3 separate regions of the Gossypium hirsutum genome follow, and regions 2 and 3 are each linked to region 1. Evidence: chromatin contacts called from public Hi-C data. All regions are on one chromosome and are shown on one strand. Each heading gives the region's core, a stretch centred on a gene start, on an enhancer-like site or on the middle of the called end of the contact. The rest is flanking DNA. Distances are from core to core; before and after follow the strand shown.

Region 1 (3,328 bases), core at 212-2,711:
AAAAGAGGCCCTTATTGCACAAAATTAAACAGAACGTTGAGCCATAAATACGTATCAAACTATATAAGTTTGCTCTACGAGAAAGCAAGGCATATAAGTCACAAGCAAAATCATCAATGTCTACAGTTGAGGAGAGATATCACTGGTTTTTCTTTTATATCATGCTCACGATAGAGTTGCCAAGAAACAACATTGAGAAGATGTTTGATAATCTTTCACAGTACGCAATGTGAGCACCCACCATCTATTTCTTATGCGAAAAATGTAATAGGCAAGCATAAAAGATTAAAATAAACAACCGAAGGCTTGCCTATGATAAAAAAACTTCAGGAACAAAAGAACTCTTGATTGCTACAATTATTTATAACACGTAAACATACAGACAGGAATCATAGACAATCTTACAACACTTATTTTAAAAATTTAATTAGATCCTTATTTTATCCAGATAAATAAATAAGAATATGGGGTAACGGTGATGTTTGTAATCTCAAAAAATCATCACAGACGATCATATAAGTCAACTCCATATGCAGAGCCACATAGGGCAAAACAAAATAAGAAATAGCAGGTGTTCCATCGGCAAGATGGTGGATCCAAAATATCTATATCTTTGAAAATTCATGACACAGTTTAATGAAATCGACACTGTTAATTATATCGAGTATATCATACATGTTTCCCTTATTAATTCAGTTATCAAAAGGAATGGAAAACAAGCGATCACTGAAATATAATGTAAACAGCAGAGAGTTTTATATGCATTAAACAGCCAATTCAATTCTTAGAATCCTGAAGAATAAATAAAAAAATTCAAGAGGGAGTTACAACAGATCAAAAACTCACTTAAAAGATCCATCACTAACAAATCGAATCGCGAAATTAATACCATCGATAACACCGATGAGATCAACAGTGTCACACAGATTAGCCTTAGATCGATCGCTCAAGTACATATAAAAAACCCTAAAAAACAAAATAAAACAAAAGATGCAAAGAGAGCTACCTGGCTAAACTTGAGAGCATGTTGTTCGCCGGCAAGTTGTAGTGTTCCAGAGACGAATACGAGGACGCCGCCAGCGCCAGATGGCTGGCAATCGACGGTGGTAATATTGTGCTTGCACTGCTGGAAAGGAAGGCTGGTTAGCTTAGCGACAATGCTCTGAGAGCCTTGGATCTTTTGACCTTCAAAGGTCAACATGGAACGTTCCTGGTAGAGATTGGCTAAACCGGCCCGGTTCGCATCGAATGTGGAGTAGTAGTGATCGACAAAAGCCTTGGCTACAGCGTCTGGATCCATCGATTTTTCGTTTTGTTTATCAGAGTTTGAGCCGTCAACAGAGAAGGGCACTGACACAGGAATTAATAGGAGAGACCAGCCGAGCCCATCCAAAATTGTGTATTTATAGGAGGATTCATCTAGCGGCTGAATTTGAATCATAAAAATCTAAAGGAAAAGGGGCTGCCAGCGTGTTCCTTCTTTCTTTTGGATCGTTTATACACCCGCTTTACTGTCTATCAATTAGCGGATCATTCTTTGCGTCAACCTAACGCAGCCCAACCGTTTTTCTTTTACCTAATTTTATTTGAAGGAAAATTTGAAATTATTTTTTTATTGAAAGAAGTATTATTTTTGGAGTTAGAAAAATATATGTTTTTATCTCTAAAATTTTTGAAGTATATACTAGATTTTGTCACAGAGTAAAAAATGTATGTAATAATTATAAAAAATAATATATTAATAAAAATTACTATAATTGAAATGGTAAAATTAAAAGATTAAATATCATAATATATTGCCTTTGTGATCTTATTATGCATAAGTATTTTTATAAAGTTCATACGAAAAATAAAATTACTCTCAAAATAATAGCTATTATCTATTAAAAATTATATATATATTTTTAGTAAATTTATTACTAAGTTGATAACTTAATTGAGGGTGACATAACTCTCTCATAAAGACCTAATAAAGAAAAAAGAAAAGTTAAAAGAATGATTTTTATTTTTTAACAATTTTAGGGAATGAAAACTAAACTATCTTTCGACTTGAACATATTTTTAAAGAACTAAAAAAAATATAAAACGAAATGTTTTACAGCTTTAACAATTTTAAAAGAAACACTCAATTGTTTCAAAAAAATTCAAAAGAAAACAAGCTTAAAGAAACTTTTAAATATAATAAGAGAAACAAAATTACCTTTCAAATTATATTTATTGCTCATTAAAAATTATGAATTTTTAGTAAATTTATTATTAAATTGATGATTCAATTGAAATTGAAACTAGTTCAGTAAAACACTTAAATATAATAATAGATATTATTGTTTAAACCCTAAGTGAGTTAATGCCACAAGTCAACCAATCACTATGTCGATAATGAAAGTTAGGAAAATACTCTTCCATGTATAAATCAAGTAGAGTAAATTGCACCATATTTTCCCAAACTTAATTCTCACATTAAATTTGTCTCAAAACTTTAAATTACATCATCAAATTTTTGAGATTATATGAATTGTATCATTCAATTATTAAAATCATTAATTTTATTATTAAATGTGATACATTAAATCTATCCTGACATAATTTAAAATTAAAAAAAAACCTTAAAATGAAAAAAGGTTAAAAAAAGTAAAAAAGAAACGCAAAACCAGACAACTTTTGCCCCATAACTGTATAAATTAAAACTTGAAAAATAAAAAGTTAAAGATAAAGATAAAAAAATATAAGAGAGTTTTTTTTTAAGCTTGTACAAAAGCTTTAAATCTCTAAATCAATTGCAGTGCAAAATCGTGGTAAACTTATAATGATGCCAAATCGTTTTTGTGGGGTAAATGTTACACTCTGCACTTTCGGCTGTTAAATTTAAATGTGAGACATCATATTTATTATGAGAGTAACTCAAATTAATTTTATATTTAAGGTTTTATTTGTTTCACTGAAAATGATTTTAGGAAAATAATTTTTAAAAAATAATTTACTTTTTTAGAAAAGTTAATATTTTCTGGTGTTCGAAAGAATCTGTGTAAAATATTTTTTTGTTATTTGGTATATTTCTTAAAAATATTTCATAAAAGTTATTTTCAATTAAACAAACATACATTTGAGATTTTCTTATTTTTTCATTGTTTAATTGAATTTACTTTTATATATAATGTTATATTTTACATTATTTTTGCATATATTAAAAATATTATGTTAAATTTACATTCATTACAACGTCATTTTTTAATTACATGACTACTAAGTAAGTATTTTTTATTTAAAAATGTGACATCAATAAGTATTTTTTATTTAAAAATGTGACATCAACAAAATTGACAAAAAA
Region 2 (3,753 bases), core at 351-2,850, 310 kb after region 1:
TTAGCACCCCTTTTCCTGATTTTCTTGCACACAATACATTCTTGCTATCCTCCTATCGGTACACAAGAAATTCAGTATTCATAACTGAAGTGTGTAATTAATAATGAATTCAAAATTCTTGAGAGATTGAAAATATTTTATTCCTCCTAACTGGAAAGTAGTACAATTAAATCTTCAGTCGAGTTAAGCTTAATACAAGTGATCCAAGGAATCTTGGGTTTCTCAATAAGCTTTTAGATAGTAAAAGAGCTAACCTGTCCTGACAGCATATCAAGAGAAACCACATGTGATACGATATCCTGCGCAAAGATAACAGGAGCATATTCTTCCTGAATTGGCGATGGCTCTAAGAGGTCAGGATTGTAGTCATCCTTATGAACTGGGTTTTGTTCAAGGGTATCCATCCTCTTAATAGTCCAGCCCTGTTGCTTCTCAAATTGTTCCCTTTCCGAGTGGAGCACCCTTACAGCATAAGCCACGCCACTTGTAAGAGGTCTCTCAAAAGCAGTTCGTTCCGTATACCTCGCAAAAGTCCTCTAGATGTGATTAAAGTGAGTTCCCTTTGTTATCCAAAAAAAGAAGGATCATAATTCCTAACTACAAACACTCAGACCTGGTTTGGCTATCAAGTTGACAAGATCATTACTTGATAAACCGATCCTGATCAATAAAGCAAAGGAAATGCATAATCATCTATCTTAACTAAAAGTTACAAGATGAGGATATTAACTTACCTGATCAATAGCCGAGGGGGTTTTGCCATGGTGGAAAGTTGAGATAAAAATGGAGATGGCCTGGATATGGTTCATGCTTACATTAAACTGATCCTGCAGCATCCTAGCTCTCTCATCACACATGCTAGCCAATGTCTCCTTCCTCTTTTCGGTAGCTTGAAAGCTCATATAATAGAGTATAGAAATAGAAGCCAAAATCCAACCAATTATCCATGAAAACAAGAGCTTTCTCCACCAAGTCTTGCTAATTCTCTTGGAACCCACATACTGGTAATATTGATGGTGGATGTTGAAGCTATAGTTTGAGAACTTGTCCCAGAATTTCAACCACATCTTACTACCACTATGACCAAGGAGAACTGTGTCAGCGTCCTTAAATTCACCATTAATGAACCAGTTCATGGAAATCATAGATGCTACCCAGCAACATAACATCCAAAGCAGATGCCCCACCTTTAAACCAAACCCAAATACATGGAGCAAACTCATCCAAGAAACAGTGACCAATTGTGGGTCTTACTTCCTTCTTAATTCCAGCTAAAGACAGAGACCCACTGTCAAATCTATAGAAACTGTGTAGTAAAATTCTGCATCAACAGAAAAGAACCTTGGGATAAGATGAACCCTCTCCCAGCAAACTCCAAATTTACCATGTGACAGACTGTAAGGCCTTGGACCGTGAGAGAAAGAAAAAAAGATGCTATCTTATCCAGCAATATAGCTTTCTAACTGAGGATGGCAAAATAGAAAACCCAGAATTGAGGAAGATAAAAGGAAATTTTTTCACAATAACCACAAAAAAGAATCAAAACCCCCCACAAGATTCTGAGTTTCTAATTACAAACACTAATTATATATTATACTACTGCAACACTGTAGTGCCGGTACTACCAGTATATTTTATTAATTTTTGTCTTTAAATATAAAATAATATAACAAATGAGAAATTTTCTTTTTGCTTTTTTTGTCTAAGTGTACAACTTCTACACGCTTTTAACTCTCTATTCTCGGGTTGGCTGTACTTTATGATAACAAAAGTACCCTTTGCTGCTCTGCATGAAAACAAATTTCTATACCAATTAACATAATTTCTTTTTCTTTTTTATTCGACTTTTGTACCCATTTTTGAGATTAGGAGCCCTCTAATTTTTCGAAGTTGTCAAAAACATTAGATCAAGAAGACGATAGAGTTTTTAAGAACTTGCTTCATTGAATTAAAGGTAGCAATAATTCCTATTTTGGATTATTGAATTTAGGGTATACTAAACATACAACTCGGGTTCTTTCATACGGTAAATATTATTTTTCTATTAAAATTATCTGATTAAAAATATCAAAAAATTGTTCTATAATAACAAAATTTAGTCATTAATTTTTATACCCTATTTTTTAATTTAGCATATACTTTTTATTTGAAGCAAAATAACCCTTAATTTTTAGTACTATTTTATCTTATTATCACATCTATGTTTTATTTTTAAATTTAGAACTTCTTTTATAATCTTTTGACACTTTTTTTTTATAATTTTTGGAATCATAATTTTTAGCTTAAAATATGCCATAATTATCTCTAATATTTATAAATTTAGAATTTAATCCCTATACTTTTTAATTTTAAAATTTAAGTCTAATTATTGAAATTATTAAAATTATTGTGTTAAATTTAGATTCATTAGAATGTTATTTTTTAGTTACATTGCAATCAAGTGAATATTTTTATTTCAAAATGTCACATTAATAAATTTAACAAAACAATTAATATAATTAACAATTGAATTTAAATTTTAAAATCTAAAAAATAAAAGATCAAACTCTTAAGAATAAAATACAAAAACTAAATTTCAATTTTATGAACAACACAAGTCTTTAACCTAATTTTTACTAATGCTCTACGATATTTTAGAATTTTTTGTTGTAATAAAATATAGATAAAGTAGTGTCATGTAAATGATAAAAGTTGATAGTAAATTGCTAGATGGTTAATTTAGTTCAAACAAAAGAGTAGGGAAAAAATCAATGAATGTGTAAAAATTAATGGTTAAATTTATTGTTATGTTTTATATATAAAATGTTAAAATAAACATTTAATAGCATAAATTTAAATTTAATGAAAGAATGAAATATATAAAGACTAATTTACCCATTGTTATCTTGAATTAAGTATTAATTTTATATGTATATCATAAACTTTTAATTTATCTAATTATATTTTTTTGGTTAAAATGTGCCAATAGTCCTTGTACCTTTCAAAAATTAGGAATTTAGTCATTATACTTGTATTTATAGAAATTTAGTCTTTTTACTTTTCAGATTTCAAATTTTAGATCCAGCTATTAATACTGTTAATTTTTTTAGGTTAAATTTATTATTGTGACATTTTAAAATAAAAAAGTACTCACTTAGTAGCCATGTTATTAAAAAAGAATGTAATTAACTTGAATTCAACTAAAAAAATTAACCGTATTAACAGTTGGACTTGAATTTTAAAATTTAAAAAGTAGATAGAATAAATTTCTGAAAATACAAGTACAAAAACTAAATTTCAAATTCAATTACAATTACATGTTTAAAGAATCACAAGTATCAAATTATTACAACATAAATTGTATAAAGAATTAAAAAGTAGAATCAAACTATTACAATACGATCGGACTAAGAATTGATACAATAGAAACTAAAATTAATTCTTATTTAATTATATAATTGTGAATGATAGATGTTAAACTTAAATATTTAATACACTAACCCTTCGCTTTTGTGAATAGAAATGCATGCATATTTGACTTTTTAAAATATAAACTAATTTTGGTGGATTGGATTGGAAATGAAAGAGATAATAGTTGTTGTGGCTAAAGGAGAAAGAGAATGTAGGGAGACCACAGGGCTGTGTTAAGTTTCCAGCTTCGGAAACATGCTCAATCATCATTCTTCAAATTTTTCTCTCCTCTCAAATGAAGATGGATTAATAAATAACAAATTCTAATGATTGTTGGCAAAACAGTAATTAAGTGTAGAAAGC
Region 3 (3,341 bases), core at 186-2,685, 400 kb before region 1:
TAATTAACAACTTTCTCAATTTAATTGCTCGATAATTCAATATTATAATCTTATACTAGATACGTCAACTCTTCAGTTAATAATTCACTAGTTTAATTTACAAAATCTATTTTAAAATTATGTTTTCCAATACTGTTTAAAATCAGGTCGTTACAACATATACATAACTATTATTGAAATAAAATTTGAATTTAACACTTGATTTGCTTGATCTGGTTCGATTTGGTTAGGTAAGTCAGTTTTAATAGCTAACAACAAAAGATGATATACTATTTCACAATATAATAATATAGTATATAACTATGTATACAACTATTATTATATTATAGAAAGCTTCAAAATATATTTTAAAAAATCAATTAAAACAACACAAACTTTTAACTCAAGAATATTCAAACCTGAATTGATCTGAACTCGAAATAATCTAAACTTAAAAAGAGCTCGACTGGAGTTTGTCGCAACATATTTGTTTGACACTTGTATTTAAAAAATAATTAAACCATCGTAAAATAATTAAAAATTAAATTAAGAGCTCATAAATTTATTTAAAAATCAATTAAACCGACACATACAACAGTTTTCATGTTAAACATAACGTGAAATAATAGGTTAAATGTTATTATAAGAAAAATATTTGAAAAGTTTAATTAATTGCTAGCTTTGAAGTAATAGTTGAAATGATTGCAATTTTCAATTTAACATTTAAGTCTTAATATTTTATAATGAACAGTAGTTTAAATTAGGTAAACAGTCCGACAAATAAAAAACCTAGCCGACTACTTAGCCCGCAGCAGAGCAAAGCAAATAAAATAGTTTTGTTTATCAGAACTATCTGACGTCTCCACAAACCTAAACAAAATACTCAAAAACACAACAGATTTAATTTGATTTTGTAATCTATCATTAATGTTTATGTCATTGTTATTTAAATGTGTTTATAATTTAGTTAAAAAGAATTTTTCCTTTGGTTTTCCCTATTTTACATTTTTCATATTATTTTATAGTATTTATTAAAACCATTGACTGCTCTCAATTGGGTTAAAAAAATTATGAAAAAACATCTTTTTTGTAATTAAAATCTTTTTATTATTCGAGAGTATTTTAGTCATTCATTTTGATGTATTTTATACATTTATTTTAATATATACAATTTGTTATCTACATCAGTCGTATATATCTTACTTTTAAACAAATATTTATGTTTTAAATTTCCATTTCTAGTTTGATTAATTAGGTGGTTGGACCATAGTTGAATTAAGAATGGAGTGGAATTAATAGTGTTTTCCCATAAAGAAATGGAAAAGAATTTGCCTTATTTGGGATTCAATTTAGAAAGAGAATGTTAAATGGGCCTGGCTCAACTTGAACAAGTCTACATCTTAGTCCGCCAATATTGACCCAATATAATTAAGAAAGAGTGCAAAAACCTGTACTCGTTTTTAAAATATTAAAACGGGAAATGCGGGGTGGTGGCTCAAGAATCTTCCTCCCCCCTCACCAAAATCATAACAGAAATGAAATCCCATATATAATGACTGAAACACCTCATTCCAATGCATGCTTATTTACCTCAAAACCCCATACCTTATTTTTCACAGAAACCAAAAAAGAAGCTCCCTTTGCTTGAAGAAAAACGATCCCTTTCTTGTAAGTTTCCTCTTTTCTTTTATGCTTTAATGCTCTTGTAATCGTAAAGCACTCTCTCTTTTTTGCCCCCTTTGTTATTGCTACCTTTTTCCCTCCCATTCCTCTTTTCCTTTCTTTTTGTCTTTTTGGCTTCTTTGGGTACTTCCCTTTCTTCATTCTGTTTTCTTTAGAATGTTTTTGGATGTATTTTCTTCAATGGCTTCATGCCAATTTGTTTGCTTTTGTGGGTTTTCTTTTTCTGAAGGCATTTGTATTAAGTGCCTGTCAAAAAGCCCCTCTTTTTCTTTTCGTCTCTCCCTTTTCCTCCTCTGCTTAACCTTTTCAAAATTTTTTTAACTTTTTAACTTTATATCTGTATTTGCTCCAATATGTCGAGCTTTTGATGCTGTTCGTTTCTGAGAAAATTTCTTCTTAACTTTCTATGAGGTGCTTTTGTCCATACTTTATTACATGCACTTGTTAGGGTGTCCCCAATTCTCCTGGTTTCAGTTCCGCAGTTGAGAGGGGCTTTATATGAACTTAAATCTTATATACTAACACCTAAATTTTGAAAGTTTTTTTATTGTTTCTAATCATTTGTAGTTGTTGTTCACAGCAGGAAATTAAACAAGAGAACTTGATCAAAACTGTTCCTGCCTTGTCTTTGGCTTGTTTAAAGCTGATTGTTGAGTTTTCATTTTTGTATCTGATTATGGGGGATCATTTTGTATTACTAGTGGACCGGTTGATAACTGAATCCACATTGGAAGCTGCAATTGAAAGCCGGAACCGGTCTTTTCAGGCCACTGCACCAGTGGTTGATGACACTAAGGTATTCAACTCTTCTCCAAAGTTGAATTTATCCTCCCTGGGGGGAATTGTTGAATGTAGGATATGCCAAGATGAGGATGTAGACTCGAATATGGAGACCCCTTGTGCTTGTTGTGGCAGCTTGAAGGTTAGTTTGGTGCTTACTTGACTATACTTTTTTCAGAATTTGAATATATCTGTAATGTTATGTATATTAAGATAACCACACAAATTTTTCACTATAATGATTTGCAGTGTTCTCATGGCGCCGCACTTGATAACATAAGTGAAACTTTTGCATGTTTTATAGATAAATTAGATCACTCTTTTAGAGTTTCTTATTATAATTATATATCTTAGCCTTACACATATACATATATCGCCTTACTCACTCATATGAGCACTTTTGTGTTTCAAGTTGCACCTCATGCAATATAAGGGTTCTAGTGCCTAGAGTGCGCCTTGCAACTTTGACAACATTTTGTTTCCAATTTTAGGTAAATGATGTGATGAACTTTGTGTAGTTTTTGCTCCTTAGAAGTTTGAATACATCATCAGTTTCAATCGGGCTCCTATATCCTTCAATACTCATTCATTTTCAGTAAATCTTTTTAAAGAATCCAGTCTAGGGGAACCTGTGAATATGCATTTCCTTCTGAAGGGTTTAGCTAGTTTGATTAGTTGAAGCTTGATTTTTCTACTAACCCGTTTTATTTTTATTACAGTATGCGCATCGCAGATGTGTACAGAGATGGTGCAATGAGAAGGGCAACACCACCTGTGAAATATGCCATCAGGTACCATAATTTTACATTCACGACCCAAGGTTCTTGTTAAAGCATTTTTTTTCCCCTTCTAACTCCAATTTCTTATAGTAGTATGGAGCTCGAATTCTTCATTGATAT

The links. Hi-C and Micro-C count contacts between places; a contact is called where the count stands out from the background.
Region 2: a Hi-C map of leaf shows a contact between it and region 1, with 2.4 times the contacts expected there. The contact joins the promoter of LOC107938547 here to the promoter of LOC107916522 in region 1. A contact is called at or near these places in 10 of 34 Hi-C or Micro-C datasets (anther, callus, hypocotyl and 1 more).
Region 3: a contact with region 1 is called in a Hi-C map of leaf, with 4 times the contacts expected there. The contact joins the promoter of LOC107916558 here to the promoter of LOC107916522 in region 1. A contact is called at or near these places in 2 of 34 Hi-C or Micro-C datasets (both in leaf).

What each region holds. Positions count from the first base shown.
Region 1 is chrA01:93,730,072-93,733,399 of Gossypium_hirsutum_v2.1, forward strand. It overlaps LOC107916522 (nuclear transport factor 2B), which reads right to left and starts at 1,462. Exons shown (of 3, transcript XM_016845777.2): 1 at 1,007-1,462. The coding sequence starts at 1,441.
Region 2 is chrA01:94,043,042-94,046,794 of Gossypium_hirsutum_v2.1, forward strand. It overlaps LOC107938547 (histidine kinase 3), which reads right to left and starts at 1,601. Exons shown (of 11, transcript XM_016871742.2): 1 at 735-1,601; 2 at 255-536; 3 at 1-52. The coding sequence starts at 1,223.
Region 3 is chrA01:93,327,763-93,331,103 of Gossypium_hirsutum_v2.1, forward strand. It overlaps LOC107916558, which reads left to right and starts at 1,436. Exons shown (of 8, transcript XM_016845831.2): 1 at 1,436-1,647; 2 at 2,246-2,584; 3 at 3,162-3,233. The coding sequence starts at 1,558.